Regions from separate parts of the Nomascus leucogenys genome. Here region 1 is linked to region 2. The links are chromatin contacts, called in public Hi-C maps. All regions are on one chromosome and are shown on one strand. The core of a region is the stretch at or near the end of the contact, and the rest is flanking DNA. Distances in the headings are between cores, read along the strand shown.

The links. A called contact is a pair of places that touch in the nucleus more often than the background predicts.
Region 1: a Hi-C map of an unstated tissue shows a contact between it and region 2, with 2.1 times the contacts expected there. The contact joins the enhancer-like site here to the promoter of PIFO in region 2. A contact is called at or near these places in 3 of 4 Hi-C or Micro-C datasets (a lymphoblastoid cell line and an unstated tissue).

The regions. Positions count from the first base shown.
Region 1 is chr12:64,717,971-64,722,862 of Asia_NLE_v1, forward strand. No RefSeq gene overlaps it. Among named protein-coding and RNA genes, the nearest start is that of CHI3L2, 4.8 kb to the left of the region's middle. Within about 2 kb of position 3,636, the one cell type or tissue checked has an H3K27ac peak away from gene starts, as active enhancers do. A contact at or near this core is called in a lymphoblastoid cell line, where this site is marked.
Region 2 is chr12:64,607,258-64,612,654 of Asia_NLE_v1, forward strand. It overlaps PIFO (protein pitchfork), which reads right to left and starts at 2,166. Exons shown (of 6, transcript XM_003267963.3): 1 at 2,069-2,166; 2 at 1,691-1,830; 3 at 977-1,075. The coding sequence starts at 2,087.

The DNA.
Region 1 (4,892 bases), core at 2,386-4,885, 110 kb after region 2:
AAGTACAGCAAACACCTATGGAAAATCTACACCTTGTAAAGAACTGATAAGAGCTTATAGAGACCCTATTTGATCTGCCTCAAGAAACTTGTACTCGGGGAGGCAAATGTATAAATACAGGTAAATATAACATTATGGGGAATGAAGTATGTGCTAAATAAAGCATCCACTCTTAAAATGTATAAAATAAAATTAATTTAAAAAATTAATGGAGTGTTTACTTTTTGTCAGTCACTGCATAAATATAATTTATACGGTAAACCAAATATGAACCAAATATAATTTGATTCCAGCTTTCTATTGACTTATGTTTTTAGTGGGGGAGACAAACATGTAAACAAATTATTCCTTTTTTCCTCAAATTTGAAATTTAAAAAATTAGGCTGGCCACGGGGGTTCACGCCTGTAATCCCAGCACTTTGGGAGGCTGAAGTGGGCAGATCACCTAAGGTCGGGAGTTTGAGATCAGCCTGACCAACATGGAGAAACTCCATCTCTACCAAAAATACAAAAAATTAGCCAGGCATGGTGGCATATGCCTGTAATCCCAGCTACTCGGGAGGCTGAGGCAGGAGAATCGCTTGAACCTGGGAAGCAGCGGTTGCAGTGAGCCGAGATCGCGTCATTGCACTCCAGCCTAGGCAACAAGAGCGAAACTCTGTCTCAAAAAGAAATTTAAAAAATTTAATTGTAGCAAATTTACATTGCAGCAAAACCCTAAGAATATTAAAATATATAAAGCAGAAAATTAAAGTACCTATTCATTCTCTAAAGAAACTTCTGTTAACAATTTTGGTATGTATCATCCCTAACTCCTTTCTCTCTCTCTCTCTTTCTCTCTCTCTCCTCTTTCTTGACACATACATACACACACACACACACACACACTCTCTCTCTCTTTCTCCCCTACTCTCAGCAATTTATGGCAAAGCATCCTTTCACATAATCAAAATAGAGGCTATCAATTTATACGCAATTTTAAATTACTACATCCCCCATTGATGGATATTTCAGTTGTTTTCAAATTTCACAGTCACAGATAATTCTGCAATGAGATGATTTTGTATAAAAGACATCCATTTACTATTTTTATACTACTTTTCAAATTGTGCTTCAGCGTGTACTCCTTCCAACTACATATGAAGCATGCTTATTACCCCCATTCTAGTAAACAATAAATAATGGGTATTATCAGTCTATCTTTTATATTAAAATTATGCCTTCTTATTTTAATTTACATTAAAACTAAAGGTTGGACAACTTTTTAATGTATATATTTATTGGCCAATACTTTTTCTCCTTCTCTGAGTTGCCTGGCCATATCTATTGGATTCTCCATCTCTTTGGTATGGCTTTTTAGGAATTCTCTCTGTATTATATAAATTAATCCATTATCATATTTATTGTATTTTTTCACTTTTTACTTCCTATTGTGTTTATATTGTTTTCATTATATAATTAAAAAATATTTTTATGCCTGCCAATCTTCATTTACAGCTTTTGCATCTAGCTCAGGAAAGAGATATGTAAGAGGCAGAATAAAGGAGCAGAGAATTAAATACAAACACCACAGTCGTACAGAAAGAACGGAGGACTGCTGAGAATAGAAAGGCCACACTGCCCTGGTAGGGACCTGGCTGGCTTCCTCCTGAAAGCAAGCTTTGAGAAGGGATTAGAAGGAGGATCCGGGCATTGCCAGGAGGAGAAGAATAGGAAACACACAAGGAGACCAGTCTTAGTGAAGTCTCAGAGTTGGACTCTGTAACTCTGTGGCAGACGTGGGAACAAGGGTGACTTAATGAGAGTGTAGGTGTGTCATGGGAACTGAGATCACCAGTGGGGTGGAAGCATGAGGATGTCCATTTCTTGGCATATAAGGCCAGATTTAAATGCCACTTTCGATTCACCTTGATTTACAGGGGTCTGTGAAGGCAGGATCTAGCTCTGTTCCAAACCCCAGGGAGAACTTGAATCCCTAAAGATGGGAAAGTCTATACTTATTAACCCAAGGTTAGGTTAAAAATATGCCTTGGGGACTTGCTTGAGGAGAAATTCAGAACCCATTTCTGCCACAGGGAGGAAATAACAATGAAGGGTGGCCTTCTATTAGTCAGTGATGAGGCAGAGGCACTGTCACCGTCCAGATACGAGCCTGTGTCCAGGGCCTGCAGCACTTCTGACCCACCCCAAGCCTGGACTCTCGAGGGAGCCTCCGCAGCAGAGGCATGGGGAAGGGGCGCCCTCTGGTGGTTGTTGGTAGGCAGCTCAACACCTAGCTGGCCCTGGGCAGGTGTCCTGGGAATGTCCTACCTCCCCTAGCTTCTCAGTCTGTTCTTGGCCCTGGGATTGTCTCAGAAAGGTTGGAAGGATGAGTGGGGACAGAGGGATGATGTCATAACCTTGTTCACTGCAGAAATAAGTATGACACAAAAAAGAGAATGCAGAGGGAGAACACCAGGGAAGATCAAAGGGAAAAATGAAAATAAAAATAAAGGAAGGAGAAATGCTCTGTTCTAAATATAGCAAAGTGGATTTTTCTTGTTTGCCCTAACATGCTTGCATTCCTGAAGCTTGGCACTGTCCCATCTTGCTTTCTGGGGCCGGATTCAGGCCTAAAACTGGTGTAACAGAAAGGGACTTCTGTTAATGTGCTTCAAGGTTGAGGAAGAGCAGGCTCTTTCAGCATATCTCAGCATGGGACACACGGGCCACACTTGCCCAGTGTGGCCATCAATAAGGGAGGACTCTGGAGGGAGGTTTAAAGACGCCAAGTGCTCACTGGGACGGGGCGTGGGGGAGAAGAGGTAGCAGGTTCAGAGAGAGGCATGTGCTCGCTGGGGAGAGCAGTGGGTCTGTGAGGCACCCAGAGAGCCTAAATAGAAAGACCTGGGCCCAGTGCAGAACCAGGGAGGAAGAAAACAAACTGCAGCAGCCACCTCAATACTCACATTATCTGAGACCCTTTTTGTGTGAGATGTTATGAGCCATCCCAAACTACAAATCTCTTGTACATTCTCCTGGACTTTGTGTGCCTGCGACTGGACTGTTACGAAGTTGTTTGATAATGGACTATAAATGTTATTTCTTCCACTAAGTGGAACATGAGATCAAGACTCTTTCTTGCTACCCACCACATCTTTATGACCTGTGCTTCAAACAAAATAAGACGGCAGTAAGTCACTGTTAGGTGAAAAAGTATAAGAATAAATGAATGAATCACTCATCTGTACACTTCCAGTTTCCCCCCACACACACACACAGCAGGTCCGTCACTGGTAGTCCCTTGCTGCTAAGTGAATGAGTGACCTCTTGGGAGCCCAACTTTGGTGGTTGCTAGGTTGGCTATGAGCTGGAAGATGTCGCATAAATGTTTGCCTGCATTGAACCACTGGTGGGAACTTTGCTCAAATGCAGGATGTGGTCTGAGAGTTTCTCTTCTTCCTATTTTTGAGGGTGGGGGATGGGCATTGAAATTGCCTCTGATTTGCTGGTGGGGTCTGAGCCGTGCTGCCAGATCTGCAGAACTGAGAGCTGGGGGAGGAAGGAGGAAAAAGAGGAGATAAGCAGGAGCCAGCAATGAGAATGAAGCTGCTCACAGAGATTCATGCTGTAGAAGACAGGCCAGGACCCTGGAGGGCATCTGAGATCATCACTCATTGCCCTCAGGCCTGCCCCAACTCTCATAAGACAGAGGCAAAGGACTTTATAAAATGGGGATAATGAGATTACCTCCCTGGGAGGTTGTTTGAGGGAATGAAACTTGATAATGCAAGTGAAGCACTTAGCATATTACCTGGCTTAGAGTGTATACTCAATAAACATAATCTGATCTCATGTCCCAGTAATTCATCTTCATTTCAACTTTCTGTCACATTGATAAAGAAGAGAGGTTGGCCACGTGCAGTGGCTCATGCCTGTAATCCCAGCACTTTGGGAGGCTGAGGTGGGATCACTTGAGGTCAGGAATTCAAGACCAGCCTAGCCAACATGGTGAAATCCCATCTCTACTAAAAATACAAAAATCAGCTGGGCATAGAGGGCACCTGTAAGCTCAGCTATTCAGGAGGCTGAAGCATGAGAATTACTTGAACTCAGGAGGCAGAGACTCCAGTGAGCCAAGACTGTGCAATTGCACTCCAGTCTGGGCAACAGAGCAAGACTACATCTAAAAACAAACAAACAAAAAAAATGGAGGTAAAAAGTGTTGAGAAGCTGAAGCCTGTGGTATCCGGATGACTCTTCTGTGGAGTCATCATCCCCTGCCTGACCTGACCTTTCCCTGTCTGCAGGGAAACGGGACTGGACTGTAGCTGCCAAAGCCCATGGTCATGGTCATTCCCTGTGTCATGAGTTGGGCCCCCTAGAAGCAGGTGTGGAATTGAAGTGTGGGCACAAGCTGTTAATTAGAAATTATCTGTTATGAAAGGAAAGAGGGAGCAAGATTGGGTAGAGGAAGAGGCTGAGTTTGGATGCAGCTCCGACAAAGCTTCAGCCAACCTAGCCGGGAGATCCAGAGCAAGTGACGTACATCAGAGTTGTCTCACTTCAGACTAAAATGCCTAGGTCTTTATACGCCCTCCTCATTCAGCCACAAGTGATGGGCTTCCCTGGTAAGTCATGACCTTGGGCAAAGGGATCCTTTGCCTTATCTGCATCTGAGGCAGACCCTGAAACCACTGGCAGCAGGGTGTTTTCTGCTAACTGAACCCCACAGTGGGCAGCCAGTCTCTAGAATAAGCGCTTCTTGAGAAGACAGGCCTTTTACCTGTGCCCCTTGTGGCCTGGCACACCAAGGCAGATGCTTATTGCTCCAATTATTGATTAAATAATCCAATTTGCTTGAGTGTTGCTGTTCATGGCATGGTTTCACAGACATGGTCTCATATTGCAGG
Region 2 (5,397 bases), core at 916-3,415:
ATCCTCTTTCTGTTCATAAATCAGCTATGGTTCAGCCACCTCAAGCTACAGAAATAAGTCTTCGGTAGGTAGAAAACCGACACATGGGTGTGGTTCAGCTACCTAGTGATACATAATGTATAAGTTGTAGAAATAAATATAGGATGGGTAGAGAACCAAGGCAACTTATCACAGCCACTACCCTTAACATCTCACTCAGAGATTTTTAGAGATAGTATCTCTGCTCCTTAAGCTCAAGAGTCAGGAAAATGTCCAATAAGAGATTAGGATCCCCTACTGAACTTTACACTTGAAACCCAATCATACAAAAGGGTGGAAAAATTGGAATTTGTTTTTTAACTGACAAGATAATATAATGTATATAAACACAAGCTTCAAATGTTTAACCTCAGGCATCTCAACACTTAAAGCCCTGTGTTGGGACCATTTCTTCACTAAATTGTTTTCCACTCTCCCCAGTACACTCACACCCATATTTGCAATGTTAATGCCCAAGCTTTTCAGATAGGCTTTTTATTTTTTTTATTTTTATTTTTTTTGAGACGGAGTCTTTCTCTGTCCCCCAGGCTGGAGTGCAGTGGCGCGATCTCGGCTCACTGCAAGCTCCGCCTCCCGGGTTCACCCCATTCTCCTGCCTCAGCCTCCCGAGTAGCTGGGACTACAGGTGCCCCCCAACACGCCCGACTAATTTTTTGTATTTTTAGTAGACACGGGGTTTCACCGTGTTAGCCAGGATGGTCTCGATCTCCTGACCTCGTGATACGCCCGCCTCGGCCTCCCAAAGTGCTGGGATTACAGGCTTGAGCCAGCACGCCCGGCCTCAGATAGGCTTCTTAACAGCTTTTGCTTAAATGCCTACTTTTCTTTAATTTCAGGGCATATTCTTTTAGATCACCCCCCTCTTGCTCTCTGCCCTTTGCACGCCTGTGCAAATGCGTGCAAGAATGTGGATAACACTAAAATCCCAGCACATTACCTTCTGTATTGGCTTAAACCTCACAGCTGTTCTGGCTCCCAAAGTATATCCTTTTATACTGGTTGGGATCTTAGATAAGTCGTATGCCAAGCCATATCCCTTTGGGTGGTACATTAAAAAACAAACAAACAAACAAACAAAAAAAGAAAAAACAACACATAGTCAGAGAACATCAGGGCCATCGAAATGGAGTGAGCTTAGCATGTTCCCATCTGAACCTTCTCTGCAAGGGATTATTCTTTCTTGTCTTGACTCCTTTGAGGTCAAGACCATAGAATTACACAAGTAATACAGGTAACTTTGTAGAGGGGTGTGGCTGGATACGTAGACTATAGGACATTGCCATATATTCGAATGAATCAGTCTTCGGAGCCCCACAGAGCTGAACTTACTCTAATGCAACTGTCAGCCTAAGGTTTGGAGGAATGGGAGGGTAACTGGTATTGGCTCAGAGGCCTTTGGAAGTGAGGACGGAGTAGGGATTATATGAAGCTAGGGCTTGCGTTTAATGGAGGTGCAAGGCGGGGAGCAATAATCCTTTAATCTCTGGCATTGGCTGAAACAGCTGCTTGCAGAAGAACAGAGCGCTTTCTTATGCTGGGACTCTGAAGATCTCAAGTCCCATATAATTTTTTCTTTTACGAAACTTGGAAACTTGGCTATCCGTCAATAGCCGGGGAACGGAGGCGCATCTAAGGGGAGGTAAATACTCACATCTGATAAGTAACACCCAGGCCCTCTGTGGGGTGATCCCCTAAGAGGGACAAACTTGTTCCCAATCAAATTTGGGGGATGGAAGTGAGGAAAAAGTTTCCTCTGTTGACATGTTCCAAAAGGGTAGTTATCCGCAGCGTCTAAAATAAAGAGGAGAGGCTCCACGTGAGGGACGGCACCTGGGTCTACGTGAGCGCGTTCCGGGAGGGGAAGGTCGGGGAGACTGAGCAGAGGACAGGGCCCAACCGTGAGCTTACAAAACCTCGCCAAACTCCATGGAGGGGGGCGAAATGCACTTCCTCCCACTTCGTCTTTCCCAAATTCCCCACCCTTCCCCCTACCGGCCCTCTATTCTAGGCTTCTGGCAGCCCTCCTCACCTGCTTTGCTGTAGCACATCGCGAGCTGCTAGGGCTAGCACTTGTGTACTGCGTTGCCAAGGAAACGAAGGCTAGTCCCGTGATTCCCAGCTGCGGAGTGCGGGGATGGGGAGAGGGCCCGAGCGCGCCTGCGCGGCAAGTTGCGGCGTCCACCGAGCCATTACTGGGGCAGGAACCCGCACCTTGGAGCCCAAAGCCCAGGAGATTGTAAACTCAGTAGCTGGGCTGCCGGTAGAGGGTTTCCTGGATTCGTGGCTGTAGGGGCTGCAGGGTTGACGGGGCGGCAAATAGCTTTGGAAGCTGGGCCAAGAGGAATGCGCTGTTGCAGAGGGAAGGACAGTGGGGTTCTGAACGTCCCGAAGTCCAGGCCACCAGCAAGTAAAGTGAAGGTAGAAAGGCAGCCGCTGCAGCGTACCGGGGTGGACTCCCTGGGTAACACCCCAGCAGAGGAGTAGGGGGCAGAGTTGAGCTGACAGCTAGTTCCATATTAGGCTCTTAGACCATTTTTCCTTTTCCTCAAGCCCCTCCAATCAGGTTGCCCATTCTATCCCAGGGGGCCGGGGGAGGGGGCGCGAGGTTTTAAAAGAACTGGAGGCCTTGCGTGGACCGTAGAATGCCACGGAATCAGAGAAGACTAATAGTTTTTTTTCACAAGTTGGGGCAGTCAAATTTCTAAGCCCCAGTTTTCTCATCTCTAAATTGGGAATAAAAATTCCTCTATATAGGGTTGTTGAGAGGATCAAGATGACAGGATTAAAACAGTTCAGAACGTGGTACTTGGTGGGTGACATACAACAGGTTATTATCACTGAAAATAATAACTGAAGAAAAAAAGATCAGAGTGTGTTTTGTCTTTTTTGCCTTTGCCATGGATATTAATACTAGCTTGTTTTCACTAGATTTTTAGGATGGCTTTAGGAGTTGTCCGGGTGTTAGAGGTAACAGAACACCAAGGGTGACTGGTCCATACTTTGACCCTTTACAGGTGTTGACCCTGGAATCTACACATAATCCGCGTTAGCACGGCCTTCAGGGATGATTTTTATAGATCTAAGGTAGACTTTCCTAAAAGGGTGACAGTGACTCCCAGAGGGTGTTTTGGAAATTTGTGGAAGAATTTTTCCTTGTTAAAAATTGTTGGGGTGTTGTTCCTGGCCAACAGGCTAGGGAGGCTAGACATCCTACACTGCATTGCCCAGGCATACAGTGAATTTTCCCATGTCCCACATGACATTCAAATATGTCCTGTTGGACTCTACAAAAATAATTAGTAGTAGTCATATATATTAACATTGTGAAGACATTTATAGGAAATAATGCAGAAAGCCCAGTAATATAGAAGGTTGTTATGATGAGCTAAGCTTAAATGGAATAAAGACTGAAAATTATTGTATAATTTACGCCAAGCATTTTGTCTACTTAAAATACAGTTGCAATAATACTGATAATAAATAAAATGTAAAGAAATGCAATCACCCATTACTTAGTGATGAGGATGTTTTCTAAGAAGTGTGTCATTAGGCGACTTTGTTGTGAGAATGTCATAGACTATACTTAACACAGACCTAGATGGTATAGCCTACTACACAACTAGGCTTATAGTACGGCCTGTTACTCCTAGGCTACAAACCAGTACAGCACATTACCGTATTGAATACTGTAGACAATTGTAACATGATATTAAGTATTTGTGTATCTAAACTTACCTAAACATAGAAAAGGAACAGTAAAACTATGGTTTAAAATTAAAAATGGTACACCTATATAGGGCTGCTCCATTGTAATTTTAGGGAGCCACCACTGTATATACACTTCATCATTGATCAAAATGTCTTCATGCGGTGTATGACTGTATTGGTATGGATTTGATGATTTTTACTTTCATTAATAATTTAGGTAATATTAACGTTTGTAGGTATTAATGTGCTTTTTGAAAATAATGTTTACATTATTTGTGACATGAAACATATTTCGCAAAGTGTCTTGAAAATGTGGTAATCCATTCTTACTTTGGTAGACTGGTTTGCTTCAGACTAATTCTCCAGCTGAGAACAGGTGAATTGAATAAGTAAAATATATATGTTTGAAGATATCAAAGATATATCCAGAAAGAAAGAACATTCAGAGCCAAAATCTCAGCGAGAAGAGAAGCCCAAAGTGGTGAGTTCAACCTTGGTGCTGCTGTTCCATTGGAACGCTTGCTAAATAAAAAGCTGGCTGAGAAGCAGAAGATTTGAGCAGAACTTTGGTTAGACAGCCTCTGAGAACTTAGAAACAAGATTTAGGTTGGCCATGGAGAAGGGGAGACTGGAAAACACAGTTTGAAGTTTAAGTCGGAACTTCAAAGAGATAAACCCTAGGAATAAGGGTAAACCATAAATAGACCAGCTGTCAAAAAACCCTGAAGTTCAGCTTTGCACCAATTCAGTTCCTAGTTGCATTAAAGTGATCTACTGCTATCCTTATTGCATGTAATAAACAAAAGTAAGTATTTTCTGAAGATATCATCCAGAGACTCAACTAATTTTTACAATCTTTTTCATGCAAAATGTTTGGCATTTGATATAAAACAAGAGCTTATAATAAAAGAGAGTAGAAACAGACCCACAGAAAAATCCAGATATCGGAGTCATCAAACATGGACTTTAAAATAACCATACTTGGTTTGAGATTTTGGAGAAAGCAACAGGACTGCAAGGTGAACATAGGGAAGCCAAAGAAAGCAAGGAAATAACATAAAGCAAATGCTTGACTTCTTAGGTAAGAGGCTAAAAGAAAAAGATCAGACTCTAAAAACAAAGTCAATAAAGATCCCAGTATACCCAAGGAAAGAGAAATTTCCCATCAATCTCTGTTCATATTACCAATGTGATCAACGTAACTTAACTGGGCCCATCTACATCCTGATTGATGCAAAATTTATCAACTTTTCAGTAAAGCCAGACCGAACATCGTATAGTCAAAGACAGACTGTCTATGTGTCATGTGTATCTCCTGTATAACCATCAGTGTAATGATAAGAGGCTAATGAAGAATTTCAGCTAGCTCTAAGACATGCCAAAATGCCAGTTTTTGAATGATGACCATGCACGAAGGAACTCATGCAGGTGTCTGCTAGTACCAGGGAATACTTAGACAAAGTTTTATAGTGTAGCCAGTTTTGATGAAGACCTTAAGAATTCAGTAGTTTCCATCATGCACATTTTATAGTATCAAGAGGATGCCAGATGTTTATGGAGACTGTTATAGCTTTATGAGACAGTTAATGGCTTTTCTCACTTGACTGTCTCTGAGGACATATAAGAATTATTATTATTCCAGGGGATTAC